Regions from separate parts of the Zea mays genome. Here region 1 is linked to region 2. The links are chromatin contacts, called in public Hi-C maps. All regions are on one chromosome and are shown on one strand. The core of a region is the stretch at or near the end of the contact, and the rest is flanking DNA. Distances in the headings are between cores, read along the strand shown.

Evidence for each region. A called contact is a pair of places that touch in the nucleus more often than the background predicts.
Region 1: a contact with region 2 is called in a Hi-C map of tassel, with 2.7 times the contacts expected there. The contact joins the promoter of LOC100273175 here to the promoter of LOC100280708 in region 2. A contact is called at or near these places in 6 of 25 Hi-C or Micro-C datasets (bundle sheath, ear, leaf and 2 more).

What each region holds. Positions count from the first base shown.
Region 1 is chr9:101,546,094-101,549,989 of Zm-B73-REFERENCE-NAM-5.0, reverse strand. LOC100273175 reads right to left here and starts at 1,868. Exons shown (of 4, transcript NM_001147620.1): 1 at 1,595-1,868; 2 at 315-572; 3 at 1-64. The coding sequence starts at 1,855.
Region 2 is chr9:101,379,898-101,383,424 of Zm-B73-REFERENCE-NAM-5.0, reverse strand. It overlaps LOC100280708 (calcium-binding protein), which reads right to left and starts at 1,971. Exons shown (of 7, transcript NM_001153627.2): 1 at 1,801-1,971; 2 at 1,607-1,711. The coding sequence starts at 1,834.

The sequences.
Region 1 (3,896 bases), core at 619-3,118, 170 kb before region 2:
TTCCAACAACGTTAAGCACGATACTGTTTCTCAGATTATTGACCACATCGGCACGTGGAGGAGCCTGAAAGAGGAGAAAACGATTTTAGTTCTTTTTTTTTTTTGTCTCGGAAGCGTGTCCAGAGCATTTTAGCAAGAGCACCACACAGAAGTAAGATAACAGAATTGTGTAGAAGTTTTCACACGAAGCGGCTGTAAACAGGTGGAAGATGGTGCTAATACCATAGGCTACACAACAGAACCATTTTGTTCCATAGAGAAAAAAAAAGAAAATGATGCTGCAGCCCTACAACTATTCTAAGCGATAGAAGTACCTTAGAAGGATCGTTTGCTGTTCTCTTAAGCCTTTCAGAAAGGCGGATGTAACCAAATGACCGGAAGACGCAGATGAAGGCCACGACGATGCCAACCGCAGTCGCACTGAATGTGAAGGGAGCTGTTACATTCCCTGTAGCGACCGCAGAGAACGACAGGATCCCGGCCGAAACGACCGTACACACCAACTGGGACCAGAACCCCAGGGTGCCCACATTCTTGAAATGCCGTGCTGTTTTCTCTAGCTTTTTGCTAACCTGCAAAAGAAAGGTAATCACTGATTGGCTATATACTTGAGAATCATAGCGTGCTTAGTAAATGTACGTTGGGGGGGACACGAGTGTTGGAATCGTAGCATGCATGCTGGGAGCAGGAGTTCTGGAAGTCCCCAGTAACTATATGATGGAGGAAAATAGCTTACGTGCATGACAATCTAGAAAGACCACCATGTTAAAGTTTACTTAGGAAACTACTCTGTTAAAGTTTGACAATTTAACCAAGTCGCTCTATGCTAACAGTCGAGTGACAGAAGACGGTACCTCCTAGCTAACACGAGTGTTGGACTGTTGGTAGATCCCAGTACCTAGGTGATGGAGAAAAATAGCTGGGGTGCCTAAAAATTTAGAAAGGTAACCGTGTTGAAGTTTATCTAGGAAACACAACTCTCTTGAAGTTGAAGGTCACCATGTCGAAGTTTATTTAGGAAACAACTCTCTTGAAGCTTGACAATTTAACCAAGTTACTATAGGATAAGAGTCAAGTAACACAAGGTAGCACCTCTAGCTAACACATGGATATTGGCAAATGTTACAGTAAGTCAGTAACACAACTTCAGAAATCATGAACAAAAGATATCACAGTTTACATGAGATTTTGGTAGAACTAATAAATGTGGTTTCTGAATATGGTAAAACTAAACGATATCACACCTCTTCTGATAAATGGACTAAGGCAATGTATCAAGGATGACAAATATGGTTAATACTGATCGAATGCTAAGCAGCTAAGGTGTGCCACTTCATTCAATCACACCAGACCACAGAAGGCATTTGGTTGCTTCTGTCTTCCTCCAAAGGAGTAGCAGAATAAGAAACTACCACGGCATTGCTTACATTTTCTTTCCTTGCGCATTCGCTGATGTGCTCTACTAGCTCACTCAAATAGTCAAAATACTGGAGAACCTCGTCGCCCAATTGGCAGAAACAACGAGCACGTGGTTGCAAGAATCTCAATCTCCAGACTCCAGGACGCTTGACTAACACTCTATGGCTGTCCTTACCTGAGCCAGCTTGGCGCGTTCGGCCTCGGCCTCCGCGGAGAGAGGGCTGGGGTCAGGAGGACCGGATGCCGCCGCCCCAGCCTCTGGAGCCGCGGCGGCGAGGTGGCGCGGCAAAGAGATTCGGCCGGCGGAATAGAATGAGGTACCACCGACAGCAGCCCCACGACTGGGAGCGGAGAAGTGGGGCTTCGGCGCCGGCCGCCGCCTCAGCGTCGGGAGGGGCGGCCTTGGTGGCGCCGGGGAGAGGTGGAGCGACCGCATTTTGTGATTTGTGTTGTGTGGCGTTCGGGCGGTTACCGGTCACGCGGGTTTTCCACTCATTCTTTGCTTGGGTAGTGCGGGTTACAAAAAGATTCGACGATTAAGGACATTTTCCATATATATATATATATATATATATATATATATATATATATATATATATATATATATTGTAAGGACTTGTTTGAAAATTTAAATTTTTTTCAGGATTCTTGGGAAGGATTCTTAGATTAAGTAAAAAATTAGCTCATTTTTTACTCAAACCCTGAGAATCTATAAGAGGATTTAAGTTTTTAAACTAGCCATAAGCCCATAACAGTACCTCTCCGTTTAGATGTCAATATTGAAGGACATAAAATTGAATTGAGTTCTATACCGAATCAGTCATAGTATTGAAATAAAATGTAATTTCAATTCTATTGTTTAGATGTCACTGAATTGAAATTTAGAATGGTCTAATTCCACTCAATTTTAAGGGGTGATGCTTTGTATCGAGAGAGAGTTTCTAGTCCAAATCCAGAGAATTGGTCTCTGATTTCGAATCTCAATTCTATGTGCAACCAAATAATAGAATTAAAAAAACTGATTCTAATTTTCAATTTTGTGTTCCAATATCTACGTCTAAACGGGGCTATACAAATTTAGGTCCAAAAAGTTCATAATTTGGAGAGGAAAAGAACACACTGAATCATGTGAAGCTTTTAGCAGTGAAAGAAGAAATTTCAGAATGAAAAAAATGCGACGACCTTGGCTATCAAACTATATATCAGAACTTCACAGAATCTGTTGTTTATAATATGCTTTTCAGAACGGAAATAAGAAATAGTTTCCCCAAGCTAGGATTCTAGGTATTAGAAGTTTTCTACAAATGACTTTACCTATACAGGTACGTGATTAGGAAAACAGTATGTTTCTATAATTCTATATTGTCTCCATTGAACTTGACTATTGATATCTGACCAGCAATGGTTTTTTTTCTTAAACGTATAATCACGTAACATGAAAATAGTATAAATATATATACCTCCTCCGTTTCAAAACAACTGCGCTGTTAGCATTTAAAATCTGAACCACAAAGAGAGCGTATTTAGCTTATGGATCACCTAAAGCTATCATATCTCTTATCCGATCTCATATTTTAAACTTCTCTCTATAAATAGTGTTAAATAATATCATCATCTACAGTTCCGTGTTACCTATTTTTCACACTCCACTGAAGACAGTGTTTCCATACGAAGAGTTTATATCTCCTGTCACATCACGTCCTATTAACTATCGATCATGCTATTGATCATTGTCATCTTTTAACTATCCAACGTGAACCAACGTTTGTAGCCTCTTCTCTTGTACACCTCCAACGGGATTCGATTTATCTCTGATACAGGCAGAGGTTTAATCGGATCGCATTCAAACAAATATTGTTGTACTATATTTGTTTTTATATTTTCTCTTGGATTTGGACCGTATATTGAGTTGTGTCGCAAGATTTGAATGGATATTGATATCTTAAATATCCAACTTTAAATATACAGACATATATATAAATCAGATACGGATCGGATACAGAATACCTGGACTCGAATACGAATTAGATATTAGCCTTCTTTGATGGATCAAATTCTTTGTTTTTTTATATAGGGGGGGGAGCCCTCTGACAAACGGTGGCGCCAAATTTTCAGATCATGTACAACCTTAGAAATTATTCCGGGGGCTGTGGAAGTTGCACCATCATGGATGTATCTATTCCTACAATCCCATATCGTCCGCCACAGAATAGCAGGTAAAATATACGAGCGGCTGCTTCCTGGGATGTCTTCAGGCAGGGAGTAAGCGATGTCGGCAGTAAGATTATGTTTGGTTCCGGTAAATTGTTTCGTGATCGGTAAATTGTTCCGGCAATCAAACAAATGGAGGTAATCATTGCACGGAAGCATATGCCACCCACAATTCATTCCATTGCCGTTACCATTCTCGAAGCCAAACCAAACAGCACCTAAGGCCTAAGGCTGTCTCCAACAATGTCCTCTATATTCATCCTCTA
Region 2 (3,527 bases), core at 722-3,221:
GCCACGGCACACAGTTGAATACCCAAGATTGTATTAGGAGGGTTTTATAACAATACTTGGTAAATCAACAAGACTGAGATTAAAGAATCCTGGTTGCAAAAAGGCTGGGAAAACAGTTCTAGTCCACCCCTATTGGTGACCCCTCCCCTCTGCCCAAGCATTCAGCTTTTATTCACCTAGTTATAGGAGCTGTCTTTTTCACGAAGAAATGATCAAAATAAGTTTGTGCTAATTGCTTATAAATTGTACAGCCCGAGATTTATTGGAAATGATCAGAATGGTGGTCCATTCAACTTCAAAAGCAAATTGAAAGCACAACCTACAAAGACCCATAACTCCTCTAATTCCTTCATTACTTTTAAGTGTGCAAATAGAGTTATTCAAAACCGTGGAATCACAAGCCAGTCATATAGCTAAATTCCAGAATCCAGATAGTAGACACAAGAGAGAGAAAAAAACAAGCTCTTTTAGTGCCCAAAGTAAGTGCTTTTCGTTGCAGTGGGGTATGTTCATGTTTTCACAGTAGTTGTCAGCCATTAATGAATTAACACAAATAAATTGGTGTGAGTGGTACTTGTTCCAACATAATTTTTTAGTCCTAAATGATGGAAAGTTAAGCATAATATGCTGATTGGGAGGAACCAAGATTCCGCTAGGGCCATCTAGACTTTCGACAGCATACATAAAGTAGGCATAAATACATTATCGAAGTTAGGAAGAATCAGCCCAACTTAGGCTGGTGGTGTCCATATCTAAGCTGTGTACCATTGGTGGTATTTGTTCATTATCTATGGGCCAAAGCACATTAGCTGTGAATGCTCCCATTAGTTGCAGCAGGGGTATGTTCATGTTTTGACGGTAGTTGTCAGCCATTGATGAATTAACACAAATAAATTGGTGTGGGTGGTACTTGTTCCAACATAATTTAGTCCTAAATGATCAAAAGTCAAGCATAATACGATGATTGAAAGGTACCAATATTCCGCTAGGGGCATCTAGAGATTCGACATCATACATAAACTAAGCATAAAGACATTACGCGAAGTTAGAAAGAACCAGCCCAGCTGGTCGGCTGGCAGTTTCCATATCTAAGTGGTGTTCCATCGATGGCATTCGTTCATTACCTATGGGCAAAGCAGATTCGCTGTGAATTTTCCCATTAGTTGTTGTTTTCCTTTGCCATCTCTTCTGTGGCCGTTTGTTTGGTTGTCTTTGTAGTTATTAATGTTTTTCTAGCTTTTGTTGCCTGGTTTCTTTCTTTTTCTTACCGAGTCTTACAGAGTGGGCAACAAGGCAGGAAGCAGCAATCCCACATCAAGTTCACCTACCCACCTCATAGCACGTCGTTAATACCGAGAGTTTGCACAATGGCAGCCAAACCTAGTGAAACTTGAACGAGTATATTATGTTTTAATAGCTCAATCAACATCATATGCAGGCGAATTCCCTGTGCAGGGTGTGAATTGGGGTTGGTGGGTATGCGAAATTGTCTGACGCCGGTACGACGTCCACATAACAAAAAAATGAAAACAATTGAAGCAGTGCACGTTTAGTGCAGCGAAGACTCGGCCGGGGCGGCCGAGGAAGGAAGAGGGGGGTTACGAACCGGTGCAGGTGCGAGTGCGGAGCTTGGTGGTGGCGTACTCGACGACGACGTAGGGGTCCTGGCGGGTGAAGAACTCCGTGTCCCGCAGCTTCCGGCACCCGGTGACTGCAGGCAGGGTTACAGGAGGAGAGATCGATCAGCTACCAGTAGGTACGAGGGAGAAGGATCGGGGAGGAGGGAGGCGGGCAAGGCACCTCTGACTTCGAGTATCAGCCCATGGATTGACATGCGGAAGGGGCCGGAGTGAGGAGGGAGGCGGTCAGGCGGGGGCGGGAGGAGAAGAGGGATCTCGGAAGGAGACCGTGGATGGAGTCGGAGTCGGAGTCGGTCGATGTCTCGATGACGATGGCTCGGGCCCGTAATCTGCCTGGTTGTGGTTGTGGCGTCTTTATATTGAGAGCAGAACTGAGAGAGACCTGCGTGACCAAGTTATTTACGTCGTGGTCTAACATATTTTACGTCTTATTTTATCTTCTAATTCAAATTAAAATAGCATTTTGTTCGGCCATATATCTGGTGGGCTGAAAATAACCTTATATGTAAATATAAGATAGATGCCCTACTATACTATTTATATACTCTCTCCATTTTTTATCTTAAGGTAATGAAGGTTTATACTGAGTCAAAGTTTTAAAACTTTGACCAATAATATCTAAAAAATAATTATTTTAAATTAAAGAAATTATATATTATGCTAGATGTTTTAAAAATAAATGTAACATTTTCATTTTTATTTAGTCAATGTTTATGAATATTTTGTTATTAATAGTCAAAGTTTTAAAATTTTGACTTAGAATAAACTTTTGTGACCTTAAGATATAGAACGAAGGAAGTAGTTCATAAGCAACTTTAAACTCCTCTTATGTCCTTCTTATTTTTATTAGGAATATTTTTTTATTAAAAAGTACCAATAAACAGTTTTACATTAGACCATTAAATATTATCATTATCAATTCTAATCTTTTTCCTTTCGAGGAAACCCTATTCTAAATTTCTTACTAGCCAAAGGTAGAAAGTGATGTTAGATCTCGAGTGTATATGAGATATATAGAAATGTTAGAAGATAGATAAAATATATACACTAACTTTTATTTGGATGGCATTCTAAAATAATAACTTGAGCAACTCCGAGAGACTCTCTATATCCTTTCTAATCTATGTATATAGAGATTTTTTGTATAAAAAATACCTTCCAAAAGCTTATCTAAATGGTTATCAAATATGGTCATCTTCCATTCCGGGTTTCTCGCTAGCTAAATATAGAAAACGTGAATGGTTCTCCAGAATGCAAATAGGATATAAAAATGATGTTAGAAATAGAAAAGATATTTAAAGTGGTTTCAATGCAAATGACTCTTTAAATGATTTTTTTGAAAAAAAATTGATATATTAATTTCAAGTGCATTACAACGAAGTGCATTACAACGAGGTGAAGCAAAGTCTTGAAACAAACATCTCCTGGCCTCTGTTCCATACAGAATATACAGCTCAATTAAATGATATTTTAGATATAATTTAGAGAGTGAAATTTAGAATGAGTCTTGGAGATAGATGCTCAGAGCGGGTGTTTAACAGACTTTTTGAAAGTACTCGGAAATACACTTGAAAGTGTTTGCGTCCACGCCTTGTCGCGTACTAAAAAAACATCGTCTTGACCTGCATCCATACAAAATGTACGCACGTGCGTTTGCATTGTAAAAGATGATCGAATTGCATCGCATGACCGTTGCGAACTTCGCAGGGCTCTCGAGGCTCCAACTCTCATGACGATCGGTGGAGAAACCGTGTGGCAGCTAAAAAAAATACTGTACGAATCAGCTGAATAGATGATGACCATGAACGGTCGGTCACCTTTGGCTACCTTGTGCGGAATAGATTCGTCCAAAGCGCGGGAACCAACGGCCGGGGAATGGACCGCACA